2 separate regions of the Rattus norvegicus genome follow, and region 1 is linked to region 2. A link is a contact called in public Hi-C data. All regions are on one chromosome and are shown on one strand. The core of a region is the stretch at or near the end of the contact, and the rest is flanking DNA. Distances in the headings are between cores, read along the strand shown. Region 1 holds the start of Riox1 (ribosomal oxygenase 1). Region 2 overlaps Psen1 (presenilin 1).

The links. Hi-C and Micro-C count contacts between places; a contact is called where the count stands out from the background.
Region 1: a Hi-C map of prefrontal cortex shows a contact between it and region 2, with 4 times the contacts expected there. The contact joins the promoter of Riox1 here to the enhancer-like site in region 2. A contact is called at or near these places in 10 of 12 Hi-C or Micro-C datasets (the A7r5 cell line, the Rat2 cell line, Schwann cells and 7 more) and 1 of 1 datasets of contacts at active chromatin or transcription factors (oligodendrocytes).

The regions. Positions count from the first base shown.
Region 1 is chr6:109,308,790-109,314,122 of GRCr8, forward strand. It overlaps Riox1 (ribosomal oxygenase 1), which reads left to right and starts at 1,959. Exons shown (of 1, transcript NM_001108040.1): 1 at 1,959-4,576. The coding sequence starts at 2,388. The coding sequence ends at 4,181. Heatr4 (HEAT repeat containing 4) reads right to left here. Exons shown (of 17, transcript XM_006240361.5): 16 at 4,302-4,354.
Region 2 is chr6:109,083,312-109,088,212 of GRCr8, forward strand. The region is part of intron 5 of Psen1 (presenilin 1); the gene reads left to right. Among named protein-coding and RNA genes, the nearest start is that of Psen1, 32 kb to the left of the region's middle. Within about 2 kb of position 1,615, at least 8 of the 93 cell types and tissues checked have an H3K27ac peak or open chromatin away from gene starts, as enhancers often do. A contact at or near this core is called in Schwann cells and liver, where this site is marked.

The DNA of each region.
Region 1 (5,333 bases), core at 709-3,208, 230 kb after region 2:
AGTGTACTCAGAAGCTTGCCTCCATAGTGATTCTAGATCCTGTCTGTAGGTGTAATATTATTGAGTATTAAAGAGTATTCATGTGGGGATGGAGAGATGGCTCAGTGGTTAAAAGCACTGACTGCAGCTCTTCCAGAGGTCCTGAGTTCAAATCCCAGCAACCACATGGTGGCTCACAACCATCTGTAATGAGATCTGATGCCCTCTTCTGGTATCTGAAGACAGCTACAGTGTACTCACCTAAAATAACAACTACAGTGTATTATATATAATAAGTCTTAAAAAAAAGATTATTCGGGGTTGGGGATTTAGCTCAGTGGTAGAGCGCTTGCCTAGAAAGTGCAAGGCTCTGGGTTCCATCCCCAGCTCCGGAAAAAAAGAAAAAAGAAAAAAAAAGATTATTCATGAATAGTATTCAAATGCAGATTTCTGTGCTCCCACATCTTTTTGCAATCCTTATTCTAAGAATCTCTGTCTTGTGTAAAAATTGCTCCACAAGCTCCCTGATTGCTCAGTAAAATGAGCCAATGACTGAGCAGGGACGAGAATAGGGCTGGACTTCTCAGACAGAGGAAGTGTGAAAGAGGAAGTAGGGATTGGACAGAAGGAAAGAGTCTGAGCCACCATGAGAAAGCGAAAAAACAGAAAAACAACCAAAAACAAACAAACAAACAAACAAAAACATGGAACCCAGAGAACCAGATCCCAGGAGTCCAGAGAACCAGATCAGTACTAAAATGCAATTATCATGGAGATTACTGGCTGGGAGGTGCCAGATTAGCATAGATTAAAATAGAATAATACTGCTCAATTGTGCTCTTAATGCATTTTAAGTAAATATACTAATTCAGTCTAATTATTTCAGAGTTAACTGGGTTATGAGGAAAACTGCAACACACTATTTTATTATTGTCAGGGTGAAAATCTGTGTTAGCCATGACCAGTACCAATCAACTTATTTTATTTATTTATTTTTTTTTTGGTTCTTTTTTTCAGAGCTGGGGACCGAACCCAGGGCCTTGCGCTTCCTAGGTAAGCGCTCTGCCACTGAGCTAAATCCCCAGCCCCACCAATCAACTTATTGAGAAACTATACTCCCTGAGAAATTATTGCCATCCTGACCAATCAAGAACTTTGTTCTGCCAGGCATGGTGGTACACATGTATGTAACACACACACAAGAACACTTGCAGAAGCAGTGTCTACAGGGGGCTGGAGATGATGGTTCAGTGGTTAAAGGGGGTTTACATCTCTATCTGAGAACCAGAGATAGAATTCTACAAACTACTATAACCTGTAACTCCATCCAGCTCTAAGGTATCTGATATTCCTTTCTGACCTCTTTGGGACACACACACACACACACACACACACACACACACACACACACACACACACAAAAAAAAAAAAACCTTTTAAAAAGCCAGACACACACACACACACACACACACAACCTTTTAAAAAGCCAGACACACACACACACACACACACACACACACACACAACCTTTTAAAAAGCCAGAAGCTTGAAGATGAGAAGGAGGAGGAGGAGAAACAGAAACAACAGCCTATTGGACATGCTTGCAATGTCAGATTGAGAGTGGGAGTTTGAGGCTAACAATGACTATGCAGCGATACTCTGACAAACAAGGCAGAGAAGTCCATAACTTCCTTTTCAGAGAAAGAATATTGATTACAAGGGTCTCACTCTGTAACCTCAGACTTCCCAGTGCATGAACCACCATACCCAGCAAGGCTTTGTAATTGAGGAGAAAGAGAGGGAAATGAAATGAAGAGAGGCTTCACAATGAAGTTTTCTGCAGTGAGGAGAGCCAGAAAGAGCTGTGCTTCATACAGAATATCAAACTTTGCCTTCATTCTTTCTACCAGGAAACTGCTTAGGAACAAGAATAACTGCCCCCCAAAAATGAGAAAGCCGACTAAAGAGGAAGCTGGGCTTGGCGCTGCACACAGAGGAGCTCTGCTCGGCCAAGACCGGAGGATTTCTATGCGTTCAAAGCCAGCCTAGCCTACCTAGCAAGTTCTAGGACTACGTAGCTAGGGCTTCTGTAGAGAGATCTGCCCGCCTGCCCCCGCCCCCGGCGCCCTCCCCCGCCCCCCGCAAAAAAAAAAAAAAAAAAAAAGAGGAATGAAGTTGTTTTCTTCTGAAATGCCTCGTACCTTGTTTTCTTGCACGGAATCTTTATCTGGTAAGGATTTTTGCCTTTCCAGTGTATACTGCCGCAGTTTTAAAAAGGTGACAAACCGGCTAGCTGTAGGACCCAGGAGGACGTTAGGCTTAATCTACCTAGGAAATGCTGGAGGACTCGCCCCCTTCCCAGAAAGCACCGCGGCCGCGGAAGCGTGGGTCTTGTCAGCCGCCAGGCCATGGATGAGCTTCCGAATGGCAACGGCGCGGCGCCGCTGAAGCGTGGACGCGGGAGGCGCCGGCGCCAGCCGCAGCCCCGCGGCGCGTCGGTCTTGGCCCTGCCCTTACGGCCACGGAAGGTCCGAAGGCACCGGAAAAGTGCGGCGTCCCGCGTGGCCGCGCTGAGAGCTCGCGCGCTCCTGAGCGAAGACTCGGACTCGAACGTGGAATCGGTCCGGGGCAAGCGGGAGAGGCCTGCAGAGCTACCGGAGGCCTCGCGGTCGGCCGAACCGCGGCCGGTGCCAGTGCGTCCGAGACCGGCTTCGGCGACTCTGCCGCGCCGCGTGGAGGGGCGGGCCGCGCTCTCCCGAAACCTGGGGAAGCCCGCTCCGTTGCCGGGCTCGCACGTGGATGACCCGGAACGGCCCTGGGATTCGCCGCTGCAGCAGGTGTTGGCGGAGCTGAACGGCATCCCCAGCAGCCGGAGGCGCGCCGCCCGCCTCTTCGAGTGGCTCCTGGCGCCCCTGCCTCCGGACCACTTCTACCGGCGGCTGTGGGAGCGGGAGGCGGTGCTGGTGCGGCGGCAGGACCACAGCTACTACGAAGGTCTATTCTCTACCTCCGACCTGGACTGGATGCTGCGCTACGAGGACGTGCACTTCGGGCAGCACCTGGATGCTGCGCGCTACATCGATGGGCGGCGGGAAACCTTGAACCCACCGGGCCGGGCACTTCCCGCTGCCGCGTGGTCCTTGTACCAAGCCGGCTGCTCCTTACGCCTTCTTTGCCCGCAAGCTTTCTCGCCCACGGTGTGGCAGTTTTTGGCTGTGCTTCAGGAACAGTTTGGAAGCATGGCAGGCTCCAACGTTTACCTCACGCCCCCCAACTCGCAGGGCTTCGCTCCCCACTACGACGACATCGAGGCTTTCGTGTTACAGCTGGAAGGTCGGAAACTCTGGCGAGTCTACCGACCGCGGGACCCCAGTGAAGAGTTGGCACTGACATCTAGTCCCAACTTCAGCCAGGAGGACCTTGGTGAGCCGGTACTCCAAACGGTACTGGAACCCGGAGACCTGCTCTATTTTCCTCGGGGCTTCATTCATCAAGCTGAATGTCAGGATGGAGTCCATTCTCTGCACCTCACCTTGTCTACCTACCAGCGCAACACCTGGGGCGACTTCCTGGAGGCTGTTCTGCCTCTGGCAATGCAGGCAGCAATAGAGGAAAATGTGGAATTTCGCAGGGGTCTGCCTCGAGACTTCATGGATTATATGGGGGCCCAGCATTCAGACTCTAAGGATCCCAGAAGGACAGCTTTCATGGAAAAAGTGCGGGTCTTGGTTGCTCGCCTGGGACACTTTGCTCCTGTCGATGCTGTGGCTGACCAGAGAGCAAAAGACTTCATTCACGATTCCCTGCCCCCTGTGTTGACGGATAGGGAAAGGGCTCTAAGTGTGCACGGGCTCCCGATTCGCTGGGAGGCTGGAGAACCTGTAAATGTGGGGGCCCAGCTGACAACAGAAACCCAAGTCCATATGCTTCAGGATGGCATAGCTCGGCTGGTGGGTGAGGGGGGCCGCTTGTTCCTGTATTACACAGTGGAAAACTCTCGAGTGTATCATCTGGAGGAACCCAAGTGCTTAGAAATCTACCCCCAGCAAGCCGATGCCATGGAACTCTTGCTGCGCTCCTACCCAGAGTTTGTGAGAGTAGGGGATTTGCCCTGTGACAGTGTGGAAGACCAGCTTTCCTTGGCGACCATGTTATATGATAAGGGGCTGCTGCTCACTAAAACGCCCCTAGTTCTGAGTTAGTTTCTTGAGGATGGCCGGAAAGAATGCGGTTGTGATTCTCCGCTACCACCGCCACCTTGTCTCCTTTTTTAAAAGAGGTCATGTTCTTACCTTGCTAAGCATCACTATGGTTACATTTACCTTTATGATTTTTTCAGTGTCGAGAACCTCAGGCCTGAGAAGAGCCTCTTCACCTAGGTACAAAAGTAAACACAGAAATTGAAGCAGGGGGAAAAGCTGTTTTGCAGAAGTAGCCCTGATCCCCCTCCTTTCAGAGCACCACTTCATTCCCTGCACTGTCCTGGGTATTGGGTAGCATTGGCCGGGCCGTTCCATGTGAGACAGTGGGGGGGTTTATATGAAAGTTCCTTCCTCGAGTTAAGTTTGTATGAACACTAGATTTATTAAAAAGTTCCAGAGACCGTTTTTCCTTTCTAAGTCTAGATTTCTTTGGGGATTGATTGGAAGACGTGCGGGACAAGGGAAATGTGGCTGAGATGAAAGACAACATGGCTTAGGATGTCAGAGGAGTGTATTAACTTTTTTAAAGGAGAGCTAGGGTAGAGCAAGTGGGGGCAGTGTTCTGGGTTCGTCCGAGCATCCCACTCCTTAGCTTTGGAGGTAGCTTTCTCGTTTTAGTGATGATACCTGAACTTTGAGCTGAACAGCCCTAGCAGGAACTCTTTCCCTAGCAGAGTCAGCTTTGAATGCATACGGTGTTTGCTCAGTGCTCGGTTTAAATCAGTGACTTACTGGCACTGCTCCCAAAAGGACCGACAGCGAGCGTGTCACGCCGCCTAGTTGTGCTTTCACAGGCTTTAGTCACCCAACTTTTTGCAAGCTGGCCACAGGGAAGATTGGTGTTCAGGTTATTTTCCGCTGTCATTTACCCCCAACCCCCCCACCCCTGCTGTAGTTGGACGAAACTTTCCCAAATCTGGCAAGTGCATGTTCTCCTGATTGGTGGAAGAGAGCCTAGTACACCAGAAACAGCACTTGGGACCAGAAGACCTGGGTTTGGGGTGGTGGCTGATAAGCCACTGGCCCAATGACTTGAGGCTGCTGCTCACAGATTGTGTGAGTTATGTTCTGGTACAGTGTGGCTCCCGTACCCTTGCCGTTTAGTATGTCTAGGCCTCTTAAGATCCTATCATAACTCACAGGTTCCGTTTT
Region 2 (4,901 bases), core at 365-2,864:
GGAAGGGGTTCTCTCCTTCCGTCTTTGCTTGGGTTCTAGACATCGAGTCTTCAAGCTGGCAGGCTTCACATTCCGAGCCACTTCACAGCCTTCTCGCCTTATTATAGTCTTTACTTGGTCTAGCAAAGAAGAAAGAGTTTTGTTTTCTTTTAAATATTTATTTATTTTATATATATGAGTACACTGTTGCTGTCTTCACACACACCAGAAGAGGGCACCAGATCTCATTACAGATGGTTGTGAGCCATCATGTGGTTGCTGGGAATTGAACTCAGGACCTCTGGAGGAGCAGTCAGCGCTCTTAACCGCAGAGCCATCTCTCCAGCCCCCAGAAAAAAGAGTCTTGTGTTTTGGGTCTACTTTATCTTTCCTTTCATTCTGGAGCATGTTGAAAGCACCAGAAGACATACATGGGAAACGGGTGTGTTTATGTGTTTTCACATGTGTTTTCAGTATTTTGATTTATAATGTGCCTGTGGCATTACAAAGACTTTTGTGTATATCGTCATTAACAAATAGTGCTAGAGGATTTAAGTGGCTCGTAAAGCCTCCCTCAAATGCTGCTTCTGAAATCACTAGTGACGGGCCACCTCACTGGGGAACTGCCAGCGTCATTTCTGAGCAGCAGTGCCTCTTGCCTTAGCCACTGGGCACAGAGAAAGCTTGCAGCAAAGAGGCAGGGCCAACCTCCCAGCCTCTTCCCTTCTTCCTTCCCCCCCCCCCCCCCTCTCTCTCTCTCTCTCTCTCTCTCTCTCTCTCTCTCTCTCTCTCTCTCTCTCTCTCTCTCTAAGTGACTGCCTCCTGGATCTCAGCTACCCAGTACATGCTTCATACTCAAACCTGAGAAAATCAACAAAGGAATACAAGTCATGGAATCTTAGATCGACCTTAGTAACAGGAAGAGTAAATGTTAACTCTCTGTATTGCAGTCTATGTTATTTCCTCCTAGATTTTATTGTGGGATTTTGTTTACTTTGCTTGGTTTGTTTTGAGACAGGGTTTCTCTGTGTAGCCCTGGCTGGCCTCAAACTCACCCTGTAGACCACGCTAGCCTCAAACTCAAATGATCCACCTGCCTCTGTCTCCTCTTTTAAAGATCTGTGCCACCACCACATGGGAAATATGTGTTCTCCCTGCTGCCTGTGTTTGTCTGCATGCCAGTGTTTACCTCCCAGTTCCTTTTTTGGCCTTAGTGGACACATTCTGGAGTTCGGCTGATTATGGGGTTAGGCTTGGTTTTTTGCCTCCTTTTCAGATTTTATTATGGGTGGAATTCTGCCTTCTCCCATGTTTTTTCTCCCACATTTCCATATTTCCTGCTTTTCTTTTTTAAAATTACCTGTGTATTATGTATAGAGCTGTGGACTCAGCATTGAATTTCCTGAGTTTTTTCCTACTAATCTTGGGAAGTTTCTTAGTCTGCTTTCAGTTTTCATGCACTGATCTGTTAATGACAGTAAGCCAAGTGTATGGACTATGTGAGCATGCCTTATTTCCTTTAACATCTCACAAGCAGTGTGTGTGCACACCCTCCTGAGGCAACGGCCAGGGTCACAGTTGCTATAGGTCACGGGGTCAGAAGCTAATGAATCTGTTTGGGAATTTGAGTCCAGAATTTGACCTTCATTAACTTACAGCCATTATGTAAAATCCTCTCAAACCTCATCCTCAATTTGTAAAAACTGTGCCTTCTCTTTCTCTCCCTTAGGAAAGTGTTTATCCAGCCTGACATTGTTTCCCTAATTTTATCTGCTGCCTTTTTAGAACTTAGTTTTTCTGAACCTTCTTGTCATTGGCTTGTTAATGTGCTCTCTGGCCTTTGTTCCTTCCTCCTTGCAGTTTCCCCTCGGGCTCACAAACCCAGTCCCAGGCTTTGGAATCTTTCCCCTCCTTTGTTTCTTAAAGAACCATATTTAGGGCTGGAGAAATGGTTTATCAGGAGGAGCTCTGGCTGCTCTTGCAGAGGACATGAAACTGATGAATTCAGTTTCCTACTCCCACATCTTGGCTCTGTTCCCAGGGGATCTAACAACCTCTTTTGGCTTCTGGGACGCCAGGCACAAATGTACTTACTGTACACAAATACACACACAGGGAAACCATGAATACACATAAGGTAAAAATAAAACTTTAAAACAAAACCATTTATTCTCAGGCTTAATTTTGTACCCTCAGATATAACTTTAAATTTTTTAAAATTAACTGTATATATGTATGTCTATATGTACATTTATGTGCAGATATATATATGAACATGTATGTGCCATTGGCTCATGTGTAGAAGTCCACGGTCAGTTTGCAGGAGTCATTTCTTTCCTTCCATGTTGTGTGACAGACTTTTCCTGCAACACACACATCTGCTCACCCCAGAAAGGGAACGCATGCCATACCAAAGTAACAGGCCAATGTCCAACTAGTGAACTAGTGAGTTTTTACTGGGGATACTGAGAGGTTGCTTACAAGGAGCAGGCATGATTTGAAAGCAGCTGTCACTGAAAAGGCCACTCCAACACAGGTGATGATCCCAAAAGCTGCCACCCTGGAGCTCCCTGCACAGCTGTGGGCTGCCCCCCAGATACCTTTCTTTCTGTACTTGGGCCATCAGAGTCTCCACCCAAGCAGTTGTTTGCTCCTTTATATGTCGTTGTGGAACGGCCCTCAAGAATCCTGTGAGTTTCTGTTCTCTCAGATATGTGTCCTTTGACTTCTTTTGTGGTTGATAGTACCCACCTTTTAAAGGGATTATCTCAGGCCAGAGGAGAATAAACGCCATCCTGGAGGATCTGACTCAGTCGTCATACCTGGCAGCAAATGCCTTCACCAGCTAAGCCATCTTGCTATCCTGAATACAACTTTGATTCAGTGCTTTCAGTCTAGAAATCATTGCTCATTGGACCCATGGTTTGTTGGTTGATTTATTAATTCTGCTTTGATATCTACAAACACATATCCTCACCCCTTATCTTCAGTAGGTCTGCTTTGTAGCTTTTTATAAAACCTTAGTTATTTACTTAGTTATTTAATTCACTTTATATCCCAATCGCTGGCCCCCACCCTCCCCACACAGTTTTAATGCCCTCTTGCATAACCCCCTTTCCTAACTTAATGGTATATTTTCAGGTTCTTTCCAGTTTATGTGGCTTGTTAATACATTTACTTAAAAATCTAATAGTTATATTTTCAATTTGTAGAATTTATATTTATCTGTTTTAAAGATGTTAGATCATTTTGGATGTAGTCTTTTTGTCCATATTTAATTTTTTTTATTACTTTACTGTCTTACACTTAAACTATCTGAAGTTTTGGGGAAGAATAATACTGTTGACTTTTACTCGTGGTGATTTGTACCTTGAGTGAGTGATTTCCAGTCATTTGAGTTTATATCTTTGGGGAGTTTTTTACAGTCACTTTGCATGCACGTGAGCTGTGGCGAGCTGTCAGCACAGGCCAGAAACTGCCCGTGACCGTCAGTCACTTGACCTCCTCTCCACTTTCCTTTCAAATCGCTTTTTAGGGAAAAGAGGGCTTCTAAGAATTTCTCCTTTTCTTTGTCACTTTGAACCGTAGTTGAGCTTGTATTCAAGTATTAAGATTAATGTCGGGGTTGGGGATTTAGCTCAGTGGTAGAGCGCTTGCCTAGCAAACACAAGGCCCTGGGTTCGGTCCCCAGCTCCGAAAAAAAGAAAGAGAAAAAAAAAAAAAGATTAATGTCTAGAAAGGTTCTGGGGGTGGCCGGTATGAAGTCAAAACAATCCTCTGAAAGGGGGAGCGAGGATGATTATAGGAAAGATAGAAAAACTGTGCAAGAGACAGACACGGCAGGGCTGCAGGTCCTTCCCACAGCAGCTGCCAGTGTACTTCTCATAGCCTCCTTATACTATAGGACCTTGGGAAGCAAAGCCACGAGTTAACAGAAACAATTTGCTGAAGTCCACACATAAGAAGACCTCTGTTCCCATCCCAAAGCCTCCCTGTTCCTTCCACCAAGGTCAGTAGGGTCTTCAGCCCCTCGCCTTGAGCCTCAAGTCCACCTCCTCTTATTGTTCTGTGCCTCAGCAGCCCGGGAAGTCTGCCAGCAGACCCTGACCCGCCTTGACTCTGCCTGGCCAGCAGTCTTCTCTCTCTCTCTCTCTCTCTCTCTCTCTCTCTCTCCCTCCCTCCCTCCCTCCCTCCCTCCCTCCCTCCCTCTCCCTCTCCCTCTCCCTCTCCCTCTTTCTCTCTCTCTTTCTCTGCTCCTAACATAGGAAGAAAACTTTTGAGAATCTGCCCACTGTATTTTTACCTGAATATTTTTTTTTTTTTTCGGAGCTGGGGACCGAACCCAGGGCCTTGCGCTTCCTAGGTAAGCGCTCTACCACTGAGCTAAATCCCCAGCCCCGTATTTTTATAAGTACGGAAAGATGGGTTTATTTTAGTTCAGTGTTTTCAGGGTTAGCAAAAACAATCTGTCTATTGTTGTGGGCTGCAAGGTACTTCTCAGCGGTACTGGCATGCATTCTTAACTGCCCTCACCTGACAGGCATTGCTGTGTGTGTGTGTGTGTGTGTGTGTGTGTGTGTGTGTGTGTGTGTGTGTGTGTGTGTGTGTGTGTGTGTGTGGTGTGTGTGTGTGTGTGTGTGTGTGTGTGTGTGTGTGTGTGTATTTGCGTATTTGCGCACACACATCCCTATCCTGGCCAGAGTGGGGTCCTCCAGTTGCTGTGTCCTTCTGACCCTGGGTTGTCCTCCTGCCTTGGCACTAGTGTCCCACCAGTGGTTAGGGTGCATATGTGAATGGGAGATGAGTGTTGATGCAGTGGATTTTTGGGTTGGGTTTTTTTAATGTATTTTTGTTTTGTTTTGTTATCAAGTTAATGCTGAACTCATAGAATGTGTTGGGAAATGATGTTCCCTCCTGGTCTC